Linked DNA regions of Mus musculus: regions 1 and 3 are each linked to region 2. The links are chromatin contacts, called in public Hi-C and HiChIP or PLAC-seq maps. All regions are on one chromosome and are shown on one strand. The core of a region is the stretch at or near the end of the contact, and the rest is flanking DNA. Distances in the headings are between cores, read along the strand shown.

Evidence for each region. A called contact is a pair of places that touch in the nucleus more often than the background predicts. HiChIP or PLAC-seq counts read pairs in DNA pulled down with a chosen protein or histone mark.
Region 1: a Hi-C map of B cells shows a contact between it and region 2, with 5 read pairs. The contact joins the promoter of Llgl1 here to the promoter of Zfp692 in region 2. A contact is called at or near these places in 1 of 39 promoter capture datasets (erythroid cells) and 1 of 484 Hi-C or Micro-C datasets (B cells).
Region 3: an H3K27ac HiChIP or PLAC-seq map of thymic regulatory T cells shows a contact between it and region 2, with 15 times the contacts expected there. The contact joins the promoter of Map2k3 here to the promoter of Zfp692 in region 2. A contact is called at or near these places in 2 of 115 datasets of contacts at active chromatin or transcription factors (cardiomyocytes and thymic regulatory T cells) and 1 of 9 other capture datasets (liver).

Annotation. Positions count from the first base shown.
Region 1 is chr11:60,698,140-60,701,301 of GRCm38.p6, forward strand. It overlaps Llgl1 (LLGL1 scribble cell polarity complex component), which reads left to right and starts at 1,561. Exons shown (of 21, transcript NM_001159404.2): 1 at 1,561-1,802. The coding sequence starts at 1,722.
Region 2 is chr11:58,305,643-58,308,756 of GRCm38.p6, forward strand. It overlaps Zfp692 (zinc finger protein 692), which reads left to right and starts at 1,427. Exons shown (of 12, transcript NM_182996.3): 1 at 1,427-1,614; 2 at 1,870-2,119; 3 at 2,331-2,362. The coding sequence starts at 1,944.
Region 3 is chr11:60,930,559-60,933,472 of GRCm38.p6, forward strand. Map2k3 (mitogen-activated protein kinase kinase 3) reads left to right here and starts at 1,496. Exons shown (of 12, transcript NM_008928.5): 1 at 1,496-1,713. The coding sequence starts at 1,665. It overlaps Map2k3os (mitogen-activated protein kinase kinase 3, opposite strand), which reads right to left and starts at 1,309. Exons shown (of 2, transcript NR_027800.1): 1 at 1,008-1,309.

The DNA.
Region 1 (3,162 bases), core at 311-2,810, 2.4 Mb after region 2:
GTCCTGGAACTCACTCTGGAGGCCAGGCTGACCTCGAACTCAGAAATCTGCCTGCTTCTGCCTCCCAAGTGCTGGGATTAAAGGCGTATGCCACCACTGCCCGGTAAAAGTCATTCTTATTGGCTATCAAACAACAGAAGTTATTTGTTGCTGTTTTGTTGTCTGGTGTTTGGGGTTTTTTGTTTGTTTGTTTTGTTTTTGTGACTGCAGTGTAAAATTTCTGGGGATTGGTTACTTGGGTAACCTAATAAACTTTTACTGCAGAGATGAGGGTAGAGAAAGCTGGTGCTGAGGTAGAGCATGTCCTGAGCATTTGCAAGGTTGAAATCCAACATGGGGTAGCACAAGGACTGTAGCCTAGGCCTCTGAGTTGCTTCTGATCATGACTTGTGTGGGGCTGATCTTGGTCTGTGTTGGCTGCCACTGTTTCTTCCTCTGTGCATCTGGGGTGATATCACTTTAAAATTGTGTGGTATCTGTGCCTCTCTCAGTGAGCTCTTAAAATCATTAAGCGTGTTGAGATCAGGAGGGGCCCTTTGCTGTCTAGCCAACCACTTTAGCTACAGCTCGGGAAAGAGCTGTGAGTCCTGAGCCCCAACTCCCAGGGCGGGTTGAGCAACGCTGGTCGTGGGCAGTTTGGAGGTAGCTAGGTCCCTGTTGCTGCAGTGCAGCTGCCTGAGGGTTAAGGGTCAACGCCTCCTCTCTTGACAAAGATGGGAGGACAGGGGCTTGGCCCGCTTAAACTCCTGGGATCTCTCCCAACACTGAGTCCCTCAGCTAGCAGGAAAAGGTTCAGCCTAGAGGCCATTGTCCAGAAGAGAAAAGTCTCGGGAGGTGGGTGGGACAGGAAGAAAGCGGGGGCGGGGCGCAGCTTTGTTCTCGGAGTTCCCTGTAGGGATGGGGGAAACAAGGGGAGAAGCTGTATCCAGCCCGCTCCTGTTCAGCCCTACGTGCCTGCCACCTCCTGCAGCCCTCCGCCCCTTTTCTTTGCCTCGCGTCCCTCTCAAGGATCTTCTGAGCCGGTGCAAACCGAAGTTCTTTGTGTTGGGTCATGAATAATAACTCTCAAGGAATTGAGATTTTCTTTTTTTTTTTTGAGACATAGTTTTACAATGTAGCTTTTGACTGGCCTGGAACTCAGAGAGATCTGCCTGCCTCTGCTTGCCACCTGATTGCCAGAATTAAAGTTATGCACAACCATCGCGGGCTCCTAGAGAGGGGTTCTTCGATAATAGTTGAGACAAAAAGCGTGGTGTGGAATACACACCGGAGGAATAGGCAAAGTAGTGATCCGTGAAAACTGGCCACACAAACTAGATAACAACGGCAAAGATGGGGGAAGTGGGACCGGGAGGGGCTAGAGAATTGTCCCTGGAATTATTAGAATGTTGTTAGCTCAGTCGTGAGTGGAAAACAACCTTTAGCAAACCACAGCCCAGCTTCCCACGGTTGGGACCCACCTTCGGACTACAAGTCCCAGCAGGCCCCGCACCATTGCGCATGCGTGACTGCCCCCCCCCCCCGGCGAGCCCGGCGAGCCCGGGGGCCCCGTCCTCGCCCATTGTCTGGCGAGCAAGGGGCGGCACGGCACGGCGGGCACGCTCACGTCGTGGGTCGGGCGGGCGTCCGTGGCGTCCCGCGCCTCCGTGCAGGCCCCGCCCCGCGCCTCAGGACCGGCGGGGCCGGGCGCATCCCGCGGCGGTGGCGGAGGCGGGCGCAAGATGATGAAGTTTCGGTTCCGGCGGCAGGGCGCCGACCCGCAGCGCGAGAAGCTTAAGCAGGAGCTCTTCGCCTTCCACAAGGTGCGGCGGCGGGGGCGCCGGCGGCTCAGGCGGGCCACATCGGGCCGCCTCTGCCCTGCGAGCGCCGCGCTGCTCGGGTGTGCCTGGTTGGGGTGTCGGGCTGCGCCCCGCGCCGTGCCGTGCGCTTTCGGGCTCCTGGTCTCTGAACCCCTGATATCTCTCCCGGTGTCCCTTGGGCTCAGTGGGGTCCTCCGACCTATCTGCCTTTCGCTCTTGGCCTCTTTTCTTTCATTTTTGGTGTGTAGCCCGGCTCGGCTGAGGGACATTCAGGGCCAGGTTTTGTTTTCTTTAACTCTTAGGCGGGCGAGAGAGGGAAAAGTGGGGGGTGGGGGGGCTGGGAAATCCCTGCGCCTCCACTTTTCTCACCAGGCTCTGCCCTACCTTGGGGTCCCTAGTTCAAGGGATGTGCTGGTCTGTATGCTCAACTGCATTTCAAACCTTAGTGCCTCAGTTTCCCCCGCCATGAAATGAGGCCAGTTTCCCCCTTGTGGATTCTGGATGTCCTTGCGACCCGGCCAGTTCCTGACCTTACTAAAGTTGGAGAGACGAGATACAGAAGAGACCCGGGAAAGGCCTCAGCTCCCACCTAGTCTGCACTGACCAGTATAGAGCCCCACAAGCCTAACTCTTATCTGTACTGGTGGGGCTCTGATTAGATGTTACTTTTATCCCAGAGCCTGTGTGCATCTTGCTGTTGAGGATTCGATTTCTCATTTCCATTACACACGTTAAAAAACAAACAAACAAACAAAAAAAAAAAAACTGAGGTTCAGTAGGGAGAGGGCCGCTTATCTTTCCTTGCCTTGCTGTGTGATAGCAGTGGAGTAGGAGTTTTGAAGCAGCTGCTACTGTCCTGAGTAGAACTTAGGGACCCTGGACTTCTCTTAGGAGGCACTTTCAGGGGGAGACCCTGCCATGGCTCAGTTTTTTCTTGTTGCGATCTCAGCAATGATCAGGGGGTGCCAGGCTTTACAGACACCATAACTAAAGAGCTGCCAGGAGAGGCTTCTCAGATGGGAGCCTCTTTTTGGCTCACCGTGAGGGTGTGCCCCATGAAACAAGAAGAGAGTGGGTTTTAGCCAGTGAATGGGGTGTGTAGTGGGGACCTCCACAGTTGTGATGAGTCTCTGAAGCATGGCTTCCCCTGACTGATGATGCTACAGTGGGTAGGAGTTGAGGAGGGTGAGGCCCGATTTGAGTGGGAAGCAATGATAGGAGATAGGTCATCTTGGGGAACGAGTTTGATTGCCACAGGGGGTGTTAGGAGATCTCTAGAGAATAGTGAGCCCCAGATTCTTGAGTTTGGACTTGTAGTCCAGGGTGACCAGTGGGTATTGGGTTTAAATCCAGCTCAGACCAC
Region 2 (3,114 bases), core at 177-2,676:
GGTTCTAGGGATTAAACTGAGGCCCCAGACTTGCTCAGCAAGCATCTTTCTCTGATGAGATGCCTCAACAGTCTATGATGATCATACTGCATGCTGAAACATAGTTTCACCAAACATCCGTGTTCTAACTACTAGAATATGTGAAAGTTGCTTTTTTTTTGTAGCCAACACTTTGCAGTTATAACTGTTTGAGGTGTTGAAATGGGAGGTCCTCTGGATTACCCAAGTGGACTGTGTTTGAAAGAAGAGGAAGGGTTGCACTAGAGCAAGGCTGTGTGGAGTCAGAAGCTTATGTGATATGGCCAGAAGTCCCAGAACGCTGGTCACCACTGGAAGATAAAAAAGGCAAGGAGAAAACTCTCTTAGAGCTCTTGCTTGACCTGTAGCCCTGTTCAGCACTTTGGTGCAGACCTCCAAAACTGTAAGCGAGTAAATTTCTGCTGTTTTGAGTTGTCAAGTTTGTAGTGATTTGCTACAGAAAACAGTCAGTAGTGCAAGTGACTTGGAGTGAGGTTTGAGCCCTAAGGCTGTTCATTGTGGACTCCCTTGTGCCAGGCACTTGTAAATTCTTTATAAACATGAAGTATATTAAGCCATTTAACCATGGAGAGTCAACTGGGCAGTCAAAGGAGTCTGGAATCCCAAAAGGGTAGCCAGAAACATCAATCAATGGGTGATCTAATTACATCACCCCCCCCCCCCCAAGAGCATACCTAAAAGAGAGGCTTGCCAGGGACCTGAGCCTAGTCCATTCCATCTTTTGGTAACAGAAGGATCTAAGAGAGAAGAGGATCCAGCCAAGCGGGAGAAAACCAGGAGCAGACAAAGTCTAGTCTGACAGTGAAGTTGAGAAGAAAGTGAGATGAATGTGTGGCAAGAGGAGAGAGCTAAACTCTTCTCCATTCTGGGGCAGAGAGGCAACAGAATTGGTCACTTCATTTAGCAACATAGAGAGGTGCAGGCCTTTAATCTCAGTACTTCAAAAGTGGAGGCAGGAGTCAAGGCTATCTTGGCTACATGGTGAGTTTGGACACCAGCCTGAATTACATGAGACCTTGTTTCAAGCAAAACAGAAAATAAAAAACTTGTGCCGTTGACAAGTGCCGTTGCAGTCTCTTGATAGAAATAACTCCATCAGAGCCATTTGTAGACGATGTGAAATCAGAGTCTGTACAAAGTGTAGGCAACTTCTCGTGTGGATGGTGGCAGGTTATAGGTTGCAGCTGGAGGGTGGTCTCGCGGTTCAGAAAGGACTCTAGTTGGCTTCAGCTGGCGGATGCTGCAGCTCGCGTTTGCTTGGTGGCAACTGATAGGCAGAGATGCTAATAGAAGGAGCAATGACGACAGAATCCCAGACAGTCGTTCAGGACTAAGGCTAACTACAATTCCCGGCAGGCTTTGCACGGGGCTCCCGGGGCGCAGGCGCAGACAGCTGTCTTCCCGCTGCAAGTCCAGGCCGTAGCCTCCTGACGCCGAGGGGGGACGGTTTCTTCTTAAAAGAGAAACAGCGGCGGCGCGCGCGGTGGGCCCCGGTCCTTCTGTGGCTTTCGGAGTGAGCACGCGGGTCCGGGGAGCGCAGGCGCAGTTTGGGCAAAGGCGGGTTGGGGCGTGCAGGTAAGACCCCACGAGGGTTGGCCCGGTGTCCTAGCATTGCTGGGTGGGCTTCCCCTGCATGGGAGGCAGGGAGAAGGCCAAGGCGCGGCTGCACGCAGACCTGGCCGCCTCCAGACAAGGAGAGCAAGTTTCCAGTCTTTTCCCCCTGCCTGCGACCCCCGTGTTCCAAGTGTCCTCCCTGGCTCTAAGAAGGGGTGGCTGGATCCGAGAGGCGCGAGCGCTGCGGAGGCACTATGGTCTCCCCATTCATTGCAGACGGAGCGAGGGGCTGTGTCTGTCCCGAAAGCCCCGACGACGACAGCACGTTCCTCCCGTAGGCCCGCACGTCTATGGCCTCTCCGGTGGCAGACGCATCCCGCCGCCGGCGGGAGAAGCGCAGGCAGCTGGACGCGCGCCGCAGCAAGTGCCGCATCCGCCTGGGCGGCCACATGGAACAGTGGTGCCTCCTCAAGGAGCGGCTGGGCTTCTCCCTGCACTCGCAGCTCGCCAAGTTCCTGTTGGACCGGTTAGGGGCCGGGAGGGACCAAGGAGGGCACCGAGACACAGCCCCAAGCCGGTTCCTACAGCCTTGGGTTTCTCGTTTGGGCAGGGTGGGCCTGCTCCTCCCCTCCTAGCCCCAGCGAATGGGAGGTCTGTAGGGTTGGCCCTGTAAGTGTGTGAGTGCGGAGACTTGAGGGTGGTTGGCTCTGAGCTGACACCAAGCTCCTCTCTGGCAGGTACACTTCTTCAGGCTGTGTCCTCTGTGCAGGTAGGTAAAAGACGTTAACAGGTAGTGGCGCCTCCTAGAGACTGAATGTCTCAAGAGAAATGGATCAGAAGCTCCTACTGGGTTCGGGAAGAGGACAAGCCCAAAATAAGCCTGCTGCCATGCCTGTGGGAAAGGAGCTTTGCCTTGGGACCTTTGGGTGTGTTTGTCCCGGCTCTAAACCAAACCAAAACAACAAACAACTGTGCATCTAGGTTGAAAACAAAAACAAGATCCCTTCAAACTCTTCAGGGGCTGAAGCAATGGCTGGGTGGTGTGCTGCTCTTGCAGAGGAACCCAAATTCCTTTCCTTCCTAGTGCTCATGGCAGGAGGCTCACTGTGTGGAACTCTAGCTGCAGGGAGATCCAACATCCCTGGCCTCCAGGAGCACCTGCACTCATGTGCACACACCCACAGATATACAAAGCTAATGACAAATAAAATATTTTTAAAAGAATGCTTAAAAAAAGAAAAAACCCAATGTCTGGGCATGGAGAGATGGCTCAGCAGTTAAGAACGTTGACTGTTCTTCCAGAGGTCCTGAGTTCAGTTTCCAGCAACCACATGGTGGCTCACAACCATCTGTAATGGGATCTGATGCTCTCTTCTGGTGTGTCTGAAGATAGCTACAGTGTACTTACATACATAAAATAAATAAATCTTTAAAAAAGATTAGAAAAAAACAAATAAACCGATGTCGTATATGTCCTGAGGTTGCCAGTGGGTTTAGAGGGTTAGGATGGCCTGAGTGGTT
Region 3 (2,914 bases), core at 246-2,745, 2.6 Mb after region 2:
GGGACAGGAGGGTAACAGATGCTGTTGGCAGAGGTGGCCAGAGAGAAAAAGTCTTCCATCATGCCCCTCATTCCAGCAGCTGACTGGCTTGCTGGTGCAGCCTAGCCTGGCTTCCTGAGCAGGTCTCCACTCCCTGCCCTGGCCTTTCTGTTTCTTCCAAGGATGGTCTCTTACCTCTCTTTCTGATGACTAGTCCAGGAAGGTCACCTTCTTTGACCCCACCCAGGTGAGGCAGGGCCTCTTAGGACTCTTGTATCTATTTATAGCACCCCACATGGAGTCTGTGATCCCTGGGCTGTTTGTCAAGTTCTCTGACTAACCCATTAAACTCCTCCTGTTTGAGGGCCTTGTCTGAGTCACCCTGGTGCCCAAGAGCCTGGCACGGGACTAGTCACTTTACCCATGTCTGTGGCATGCTTTTCCTACTTCCTCTGTTCATTCCTTAAATATTTCTTAGGCACCTACTATGTGCATGGCTCTGGGCTAAGCCTTGGGATTCAGCAGAGGATGAGACATTCAGGATTCCTAATGGGGAGGGGCACGTGGCACGGGAGGAGGGCTGCGGTAGAAATCAAATATGCAAGCCAGGCATTCGGGGCCTGAGTGTTGGCCAGAGAGCTAAGACTTACTCCAGCTCCGACTGACTCCTTGACCTTGTGCTTCTTGCCCTCACTAGACCTGACTTTCCAATCGACCCCAGAGATTCCTGGTTAGTGTGAGGACAGAGGCTCAGCGACCGACGGCCGAGATGGAACCCCAGTCAAGGCTGGCAAAAGGTATTTCAGTGTTTGGAATGACACTTTGTTTAATCGGAGACTACTCCCCAGCCCGGAGAGTGGAGCTGCTATAATGTTACAACCAGTTACTTTGTCACTAGGCAAAGGTTAGCCACTGAATTCCCCGCTCCCTAGGTGCTGGCGTGCCAGGTGCTTGTAGAGGCTGGACTTAAACGCGTGCTCGTTCAGCAAGGCGCAGTAAACTCTTTCCCACAGTCGGTGAACACTCACCTGGCACGCGCCCGCCGTGGGATCGCTCTTTTCCTGCTGCCCTAGGAGGCAAGCCGGTGGTCGCCGCTCTCTTCAGGGGAGCACATGGACGCTCATCCTCGGTATGGCTCAGCCATTTAGGAGTCTAGTCTCACTCAGGGAACACTTTTAACCCCACGGAGCACATCGGCCCTGCCCTGCCCCCCTAGAGATCTTGGGATTTTCCAGATTGCGACCCGCACACGCTGTGCCATAGGGGGGCACAGGCTGGGGCACCCAGGACCACGCCAGCACAATCCCCCGAGTGGGTAGGGCAGTCATCTAGACGGCAAGAGGGCGGAGCCGAGCTGTACTAAGGGGAAAGCTGGGTTGGATTCCGGCTCTTGGAGGGTGGGGTTTGTGCGTGACAGTCCGGGCGGCGTCTGATAGGCTGGGGCCTTTTCAGGCGGGCCAATCAGTACGATGGGCGGGGCCTGCGTGGCGCCGTCGGCAGGCGTCCGGCGCTGCCCAGTGTGGCTTTGGCGCCGCCCGCCTCGGACGCTTGGAACCGTCGCGTCTGTGTCGCCTGTCGCCCATCGCCTGCCGCCGCTGCCAGCCACCAGCAGCCATGAGCGCGCCCGGCCCCGGTGTAGTCTGCTGTCCTCTAGATTAGTGCTCTCCGCCGCGACGGTCCGCAGCATGGAGTCGCCCGCCGCGAGCCCGCCGGCCAGCTTGCCTCAGACCAAAGGTAGGCTCTCCCGCCCTGTTGCGCGGCCCGTGCCACATTCAATTTGAGTCCGCCCGTGATCCTGGGCTCCCTTCCGGGCTGGGCACAGACGTCTGCACTCCAACCCAGGACTGGGTCCAGCCCAAGCCCGGGACCTCACGGGACCTTATTGGAATCCGGATCTTAGGCCGTGGGACTTCACCCAGGCAGGACCTAGTTCTCGCTCCACTCCCAAGTCTGTAGCCTCACCGTGAGCTCCTCATTTAGGCTTCCGGGCTTCATCCTGGACTCAGGGATTTCAGTGATCCCTGCTAGAGGGTCTTTGGGCTGCTCTAGCCCTCTCAGGCCAGGCTCTTGGATTTTGTCCAGGCTGGAATTTACTCTGGGCCCCAGGGCTGTGTTCCCAATGCCGGAAACCTGTCTACTCAGAGCTCCTCCACTCTTCCAACTCCTTCCATCCTTGTGAATCCTCCTTTGCCCCATGTCTTGCTGGCCTGCTCACTGGCTGCCTGCACTCCTCCCTAAGGCTGTCCCTGTAGAACTTCCTGGCGTCTCCACTTCGCAGCTCTGCCCATGCTACCTGCTACTCAGTTGCAGTCTTCTCACTGAGTTTCCCGAGCTGACCGATTCTTGCACCTAGTGTTTCTTAGTCTGCTCTTAGACGTGCTGTTTGGTCCTTGGGCTAGCAGCAGGCCAGGGGCTGGCTGTGCAAAGCTTGTCCTTCTCCAATTAACTGTCTTTCCTGGAAATTTCTGTGAGGTGGCAGTGGTGCTGCGTGGGCTGCAGCAGCAGCATTTGTCATGGGAAGTGAGGGGGACAAGATTTGGAGGTCAGAATGCTTTTTTTTTTTCTCCAGGAAGAGAGAAGGATGTTTTTTTTTGACATGTCAGAGACTCAGTAGGGTTGATCTGCAGAAAAGATTTCCAAGCTGGACCTGGAGATATGAATGGGTTGACCCTCTGAATTCTGAACTGCTTCACCTGGCTAGTCTCTGGGCATGTCTAGGACTTATTAATGAAATGGATATTAGGGGCGTGATGTGAGATTGAATGTAGAGTGGTTTGAAGCAAGCACGTCTGAGATGATCGAGAACCCAGCATAGCGCCCAGCACATAGTAGGTACCCAGGGGCAAATAGTTGTTGCACTTCCTTGACTATCTCCAGCTTTCCTGCTGCAACGCTGGGCCCAGTTTTGGATTGCAGCTGCAGAGCACAGAGGACA